Linked DNA regions of Cyprinus carpio: region 2 is linked to region 1. A link is a contact called in public Hi-C data. All regions are on one chromosome and are shown on one strand. Each heading gives the region's core, a stretch centred on a gene start, on an enhancer-like site or on the middle of the called end of the contact. The rest is flanking DNA. Distances are from core to core; before and after follow the strand shown. Region 1 holds the start of LOC109110318 (dolichyl-diphosphooligosaccharide--protein glycosyltransferase subunit STT3B). Region 2 has its middle 23 kb from the start of LOC109106613.

Region 1 (3,543 bases), core at 614-3,113:
CATATTATATCACAGTGACTATTCCATTGTTCTGGATTAGCTTATAGTCACTATTACCAGTAATTAATAATAAGCAATAATAACAAACAGTGATCCATGTTAAAGGGATACTCCATCCCATTCTCGTCGCTTCGTAACGTTACAGTTGAATCACTGATGGCAGATGGACTATTCTTACAATGCTTTTCATACTTTCCTGGACCTTGACACTGTTATTTATTTGGCAGTCTATGGGACAGTCTCAAGCCTCCCTGTTTTCATCCAAAATATCTTAAATTGTGTTCCGAAGACGAACTAAGCTTTTACTGGTTTGAAACAACATGGGGGTAAGTGATTAATGACAACATTTTCATTTTGGGATGGGGTAACCCTTTAAGTGTTACCTGTGAAATATCTGTTTGATTTAACTAAATATACTAGTTAATACTACGGATACTAGTGCTTACTCCTTTGTAGTCACTATCCCAATAGTGAAAAAAGATACTATTGGACAATATAGTCATGTGTGGTTCAGATAAACTATTCACTTCCAAGTAGTGCCTATTCCAGTTTTACCATTTACTAATTATATAAACAAGTGCTTACTCATTGCATAATTGTAACTGCTAAAATAGTTGCTAGTTCATGTTCTCCTAGAACTAACTGACTAGACACTAGCACTTGTGTGTATTACAATTAATAGTTAATAATCTGTCACCATCACAGTGGCTGTAAACGGAACTAGTAGGCACTAGTATGTAATGAATGAATGAATAATTGAATATATACTAGGATTGATGACGTTGGTTCGCTTTTAGTCACTACTGAAGTACTTACTAGTAATTAACAATGAGCAACAGTAACACAAATACATTGCAGTAATAAACGCTAAACGACTTGCCATAAATGCAGATGAATAGATACAATACTTAATTTCCTCATTTGGAGTTTTACGATACCTTGCTGTAATATTAATTAACGTTATAACGTTACCCCAACCGATTATAATCAACAGACGTGCTAAATTAAAATAGCATCTCTATCGCAAGCATCATCACGATCATAATCAATTTAGTTTACTGGAATTATAAAAAGATGGAGGGCAGCTGCCATGCGGTTACGTGTCAAAATTGCCAAGCACGGACGTACCGCACAGAGGCAAACCGCTTCCTGAAACAATTACACTGAGATGAATGGAAGATCGCAGCAGCTTTGTGCAACACGCACTGACTTTTCATTCGCAGCGAGATTAATCGTGCATTACATCCCCTAACGTCATATTAAAAATGCGCCACAAACCCGCCCGCATTTATACTCACCATGGGTCAAACTCGTGAATGATGCTCTCGAAGCGAATAACTGCGAAAAGTCGCGAGCTGAACCCCGCCAACCAGGCCAGAAAGAGAATGGTGAACGACAGCAAAGACTGCCATCCCGCCGGCTGCGTCAGTCCACCGGACAGGCCTCCGCTGCCGCCGCATCCAGCCGGGGAGTTGGGCCGTCCGTTGCCCGAAACCGAACCTCCGGCGTTGGAGCTCGTTTTGTGCTTACAGTCGGATGCGGTGTGGTGCTCCGCCATGTTCTGGAGGATTTGGTTAGAAGAGCACTTCCCACCGCCACGCACCCCTCTTTCCACCAACCCGCTCCCTCCTCGGCGCCAATATTTCTGCGCAACCAGGCCTTTGCTCCAACTGCGGGTATCTGTCGTTGTGTATGAACAATTTGGATTTATTTGCAGTAGATTCCGCGTCTAAGTGGCATGCTAACCGGCTTGTACCACTCGACACACGGTATTCATTGGTAGGAGGGGGGAGAATAGGGCAGTTCTGTTCCACAGAGCAGGAAGAATCTCTCAGCCTCTCATGGCGAGACAGGTAGAACAAGGCGGGTCACACGCGCGACTCTTTTAACCAATCCGCTGCAAGGAAACCACTGACAGAAGCCGCGGATCAGCCAATGAGATCACGCACAGCCTTGAACGCTGACAAACGCAAACGGATAACCGTTGACAGTTGGTTGACCAATCATGACTCTGGATTTCAATAACGGACACTCGTTTGAGCCAATCACGATGAAGAACCGTCGCGGCTCTGTATGCGATACACCAATGAAATAAATGAATTTTGCATCAAAAAAAAAAAAAAAAAAAAAAAAAAAAATCCTGCCTTCACACAGGCCACTAAGCAAACGACGTTTATGCGGATGTCAAGCGACTGGTTTGACATCACGACATAAAGTTTGTGCCTGAAATTTATTTCGTCTGATGTCGAACAAGGCGCACTCAATAATGTCATTAACTCAGCCTCTTGTCGTTCCATAGGAGGTTTAAGGCACAATGACTGCCTTGGTCACCTGTAAATCCATTATAATAAATATGCAATGAGTATAATTGGTCACTCTTTGTGTTTCACGGAAGAAAGTTAAGTGTGTGAAATGTGAAGTGACGTGTGGCCAAGTATTGTGACCCATACTCAGAATTTGTACTCTGCATTTAACCCATCCAAATGCACACTCACACACCGTGTACACACACACACACACACACACACGCGTTTGAAACATAGATAAAATGTTTGGCATACATGCTACATTAACAGCGTATATTACATTATTGCATGCTTTGCATATGTCGGTGTTTGTGTGCTGATGCCTGCTTTTGGACACGATATGAACCAATATTGCACAATAGTCAAATCCTTGAATAAACTGTGAAGCTGCAGCAGTGAAAGATTTAATATGGCACCAAGAAGACCAGCTAAACAAGAACACCACAAAAATGTTCTTAAACTATTTATATTTTAGAATGTGTAATCATCATAAAACGAAGATAAATGTACACGAGGAGCAAGCTGTAGACTTTTAAGCTGCACTGAAAACAATTAAATTTAATTTTGTCATTAAATCTGAAAGACAATTAGCTAAAGGCAAATCAGCTACAATCTTTCCAAAAGTCACTGAAAACAAATAATTAAATATATAGGCTAAACAAACACAAACAAACACAAAAAATTCAAACAAAATGGTTTAAATCAAAAATTACATTCACAAACACAATCAAGTCAATACCCAATCAAACCAAATTGTTTAAAGAAAAAAATATTACTCATAAATAAAAATAAAGGTGCCATGTGTAAAAATTGAGGTAAAAATATCCAAAAAATGACCTACACGCATCAAAAGAATGAGAAGAAATAAGGGCGATGATGTCATTAAAAAAATGTCAAGTTATAGTGCTGCAGAGATATCAACCTTAATTAGCATTAGCATACAAGCCACGGCCCGACAGGTGTCGTAATAAACTAGTTTCGGCCATGGGGGGCGGTATGCGGGCAACATAACCACCAGCCAACCTGCAATACACGAATAACTCGCACGGCTTGTGGGCGTACTGGAAAACGTCAAGCAACCGCGCTCGGAATCACAAATCAAATCCGATAAGAAAAGGAGCCGAAACAGAGTAAACATCGGCACTGGCTTTTATCGCTGGAGACAACTGATGGACTTGAAAGAAAATGAGGTTCGACTCCGAACTTGCAACATTTCTTTTGGATTGGTAAGTAAGAT
Region 2 (3,543 bases), core at 329-2,828, 56 kb after region 1:
AATTTATATTTAAAATTGACATAAATTATTAGATTTTATTAGATTGTTATAAGATTATTATTTTTCTAGAATGTATTGCATTATTTCTGTTAGATTTAGAATAATAAAATAATATTCAATTATTTTTTGTGGAAACTGGGGGAATACATTTACTCCCCCAGGATTCTTTAATGAATAGAAGGTTTAAAAGAACAACATTTATTTGAAATTGATTTTTATTTTTATTTTTGGTAACATTATAACACTAATCTAATGCATCCTTGCTAGATAAAGGCATTAATTTATTGAAAAAAATTTATTGATTTAAAAAAAAAAAAAAAAAAAAAAAAATTTATATAACAATATAATATCATTTTAGAATGTCAAATGTCCGCTGCGTAACCTATCTGCCATAAAGAGACATTGTTATTGGTCTGCAGGTAATTGCATTAACAGCTCAACCAGCTGGATAGAGCTCAGGTCATCTAAAACTCTCCAGATGTGATGCTTGACCGATCCAGGACATCACAGACCTTCAGAAGTATCTGTGACTTCCAGAAGCATTTGCTCAGAACCTAAACAGCCTCAGCTGCCGGCTCCCATCCCATACACATTTATTTTGAAGGAAAATCAAAGCTTTTAGACTAAACTAAACAGGTGCAAAGTGCAAATGAATATGAAGTAGAATGATGTGTACCCTCACTGAAATTAAGTCTGCAGAGTCTTTTCACATTTTCTGCTCTGTTTATGTGGTAATCTATATAATGGACTCAAATATGCACAATAGTAATGCAAGCCTAAGTCAGCACCCTTAAAGGGATAATTCACCCAAAAATTAAAATTCTGTCAACATTTACTCATCCTCATATCGTTGTGTTCTGAAGATGAACGAAAGTCTTATGGGTTTGGAGCAAGTAAAATTTCCTTTTAATTAACCAAAATATTTAATAAACAAACATAAGGCAAGCAGGATGTGTGAAAGATGTTGCTTTTTATTCTGTGCAGCCACAGAAACAACTACGGTTGCCATGGCATAACTCACTTCTGTTAGAGACAAAAGTTGTTACAAGAAATAATACGTCAATAACCAGCTGCTACAAAACACAGTAACTCAACTCCAGAGGAATGCAGGATTGCTTCATATCCCAGTGATTTTGAAATCTGGTTCTGATTTAAAGGAAAAGCATGTTTTGGCTGGAAATAAGCAGCGGGACTATGAAAACTTGTTTTACTTGATCATTTCAGCTGAGAAGCCAGTGAAAGTCTTTTGATTTTTGAAAGTGTATGAGCAAACCCCCTAAACTAGTTGAATCAATGTGTCCTTTGACCCTGGAACTGGTATTATTTGCAGTGTTTTCCCCATTACGTCTTGGGGAGGGGGAGAAAAAGAGAAAGAAACAGACTGAACACCTTTTGGCAGCAGTTCCAGCTTCATATTATGCAAGCTCAGAGTGTTTGGAGGCAGTGCTAGCACAGCATGAGACAACTTATGAAACATTAACATTGAGAACAAGACAAAAGAGGGGAAAAAGATGCAGTGGCAGTAAGGAAGGAACGGGTGAGGCGTGTGGAACAGGGAAGGATGGGATGAAAAGAAAGACGAGACAATGGAAAGTGTGTTAATGGCACAAGAGCATGAGCAGTCTTTCCATGGGAAAGGGGAAACTAGGTTGGTTACAGAGTTAAAAGTGCCTTTTAAGCAAAACTGTCAGTCTTGGTAATGCAGCCAGGCAGCAGTTTTCTAGTCTTGCAAGTACAGGCCCGAGCTGACAGAACAAGACAGAAATTTGCAATCTGTTTGGCAAGATTACAGATATGTATATGTAATATTTTACTTTTTAAATGTTATGACTAAAAAAATACGCAATATGAATGAACATGAACTTTTTATGATTAATAAAACTTATTACTATTTACTATTACTAATGTTGTAAGCTAATGATCATTAGGATATTGTACAAAACATTTAATCAAAACAATAATTAAATAACATTCATAAATTAATGTCTAAAAAATTATAAAAACAATTCATAATCAGCTACTGAGTATTTAAACAAAACAATCTTTAGTGTATCAGTCAAAATAATAAATTTTAAATCTTAATCTTTTGCATTTAAATATAAAATCACTAATAAAATCTGACAAATATGCTATCATATATTTGATCTAGAATAAAATATAAATATTAAAAACATAATTTTTCTGGAGGCAGCCGTGAACACTGCATGCAAAAGAACAGAATCATGTTTTAAACAGCTTAATGTATCTACAGCAAATTAAACAAGAAAATACAGCGTGTGTCAGATGAGGCAGGAAATCGATCCAGCTCAGAAAAAAAAAGAATAAATCCTAAAATGTACATGCATGAGAGTCTCTACCCTCTTCTACTGTAGCTAATCGTCAGATATGAAAATGAGTATTGTATGCAGTAGAGGAGGATGGCTAGGGGTGTGGGGTGTGGGGTGGCCAGGTTGAAAGGTCAACACAAGACTGAAACAGTAACTTGTGTGTCTGAACAATCCCTCTGTCGATCAGTGTTGAAGGAGTGGGCAGAGGACAGTCCCAAATAGTTACAGGCCCTAAAGAGAAGGCCAGAGTTCACCGACCTCTCGTTCTTTCCAGTGGAGTGTCTGTGATCTGTCTGCTTCTTCTGTTCTGCAGAGCATATATACAGTAGTTTTTGTCAAGACACTGTATGGCCTTTGTACTGTTTTCAACTGCACAATTAACTGTACATTGTACATTTGTATATTTACAGCCCATGTCTTTTTCATAAAGAGTAACATAAAACCATGGTTAAACATTTACCTTAATTTGTGTTTTCCAGTTGTATTTAGTATATATTATTTGTTGCTCTATACCATGACCATGATTGAATTTTTAGGCATGTGTTTTTAGAATATTCAAATGTTGTGTTGATACAGGCTTACAGTCCCAAACTAACTTTCTCAGACAGTCGATTCATCCTTTAAGACTGCATATGCTAAACAATAACCAATAATATTTTTTATATTATCTATATATTCTTTACAACAAACATATGTTGTGAATACGTATCATTTAATTATGTTGTCATATAAAGAACCAGTCAGTAAATACTAATTTTAGAACCCCAAATTACACATTACAGCTTCAATTTGAATTGGACCAGTGTATTAAAAATATTAAAATATTCATCATTGATATACTATTGCAGGTTTTGTTAATATTTTAAATAAGATGATATTTTTCTATTTTTTATAAACATATAAACAAACATTTAAATATTAAAAATATATATATATTTTTTTTAATTAAATTTGGTTTAGTAGAATTTATTTTCATATTTAAAGTAGTATTTAGTATTAGTATTTTTTTGTAGTTTTAATTTAAAGAAAACTAAAATGAGAAATGTTGCCTTGGCAAGTAGCTGACGTACACAATGTTTAAGTTTCTTATATTTAATTTCAGTTCATTTTTATTTTATTTTGAGTAATGAAAATGTTTTTAAAGATTGTAGTTTTAGTTACAGATAACCATAGTAACCCTGAATCAGATGTACCTGAAAAATGACTCACGATTCAG

What was found. Hi-C and Micro-C count contacts between places; a contact is called where the count stands out from the background.
Region 2: a contact with region 1 is called in a Hi-C map of skeletal muscle, with 2.0 times the contacts expected there. The contact joins the enhancer-like site here to the promoter of LOC109110318 in region 1. A contact is called at or near these places in 7 of 8 Hi-C or Micro-C datasets (liver, red blood cells and skeletal muscle).

The regions. Positions count from the first base shown.
Region 1 is chrA16:16,344,748-16,348,290 of ASM1834038v1, forward strand. It overlaps LOC109110318 (dolichyl-diphosphooligosaccharide--protein glycosyltransferase subunit STT3B), which reads right to left and starts at 1,864. Exons shown (of 16, transcript XM_042772951.1): 1 at 1,299-1,864. The coding sequence starts at 1,558.
Region 2 is chrA16:16,400,878-16,404,420 of ASM1834038v1, forward strand. No RefSeq gene overlaps it. Among protein-coding and RNA genes, the nearest start is that of LOC109106613, 23 kb to the left of the region's middle. Within about 2 kb of position 1,579, at least 1 of the 8 cell types and tissues checked has an H3K27ac peak or open chromatin away from gene starts, as enhancers often do. A contact at or near this core is called in skeletal muscle, where this site is marked.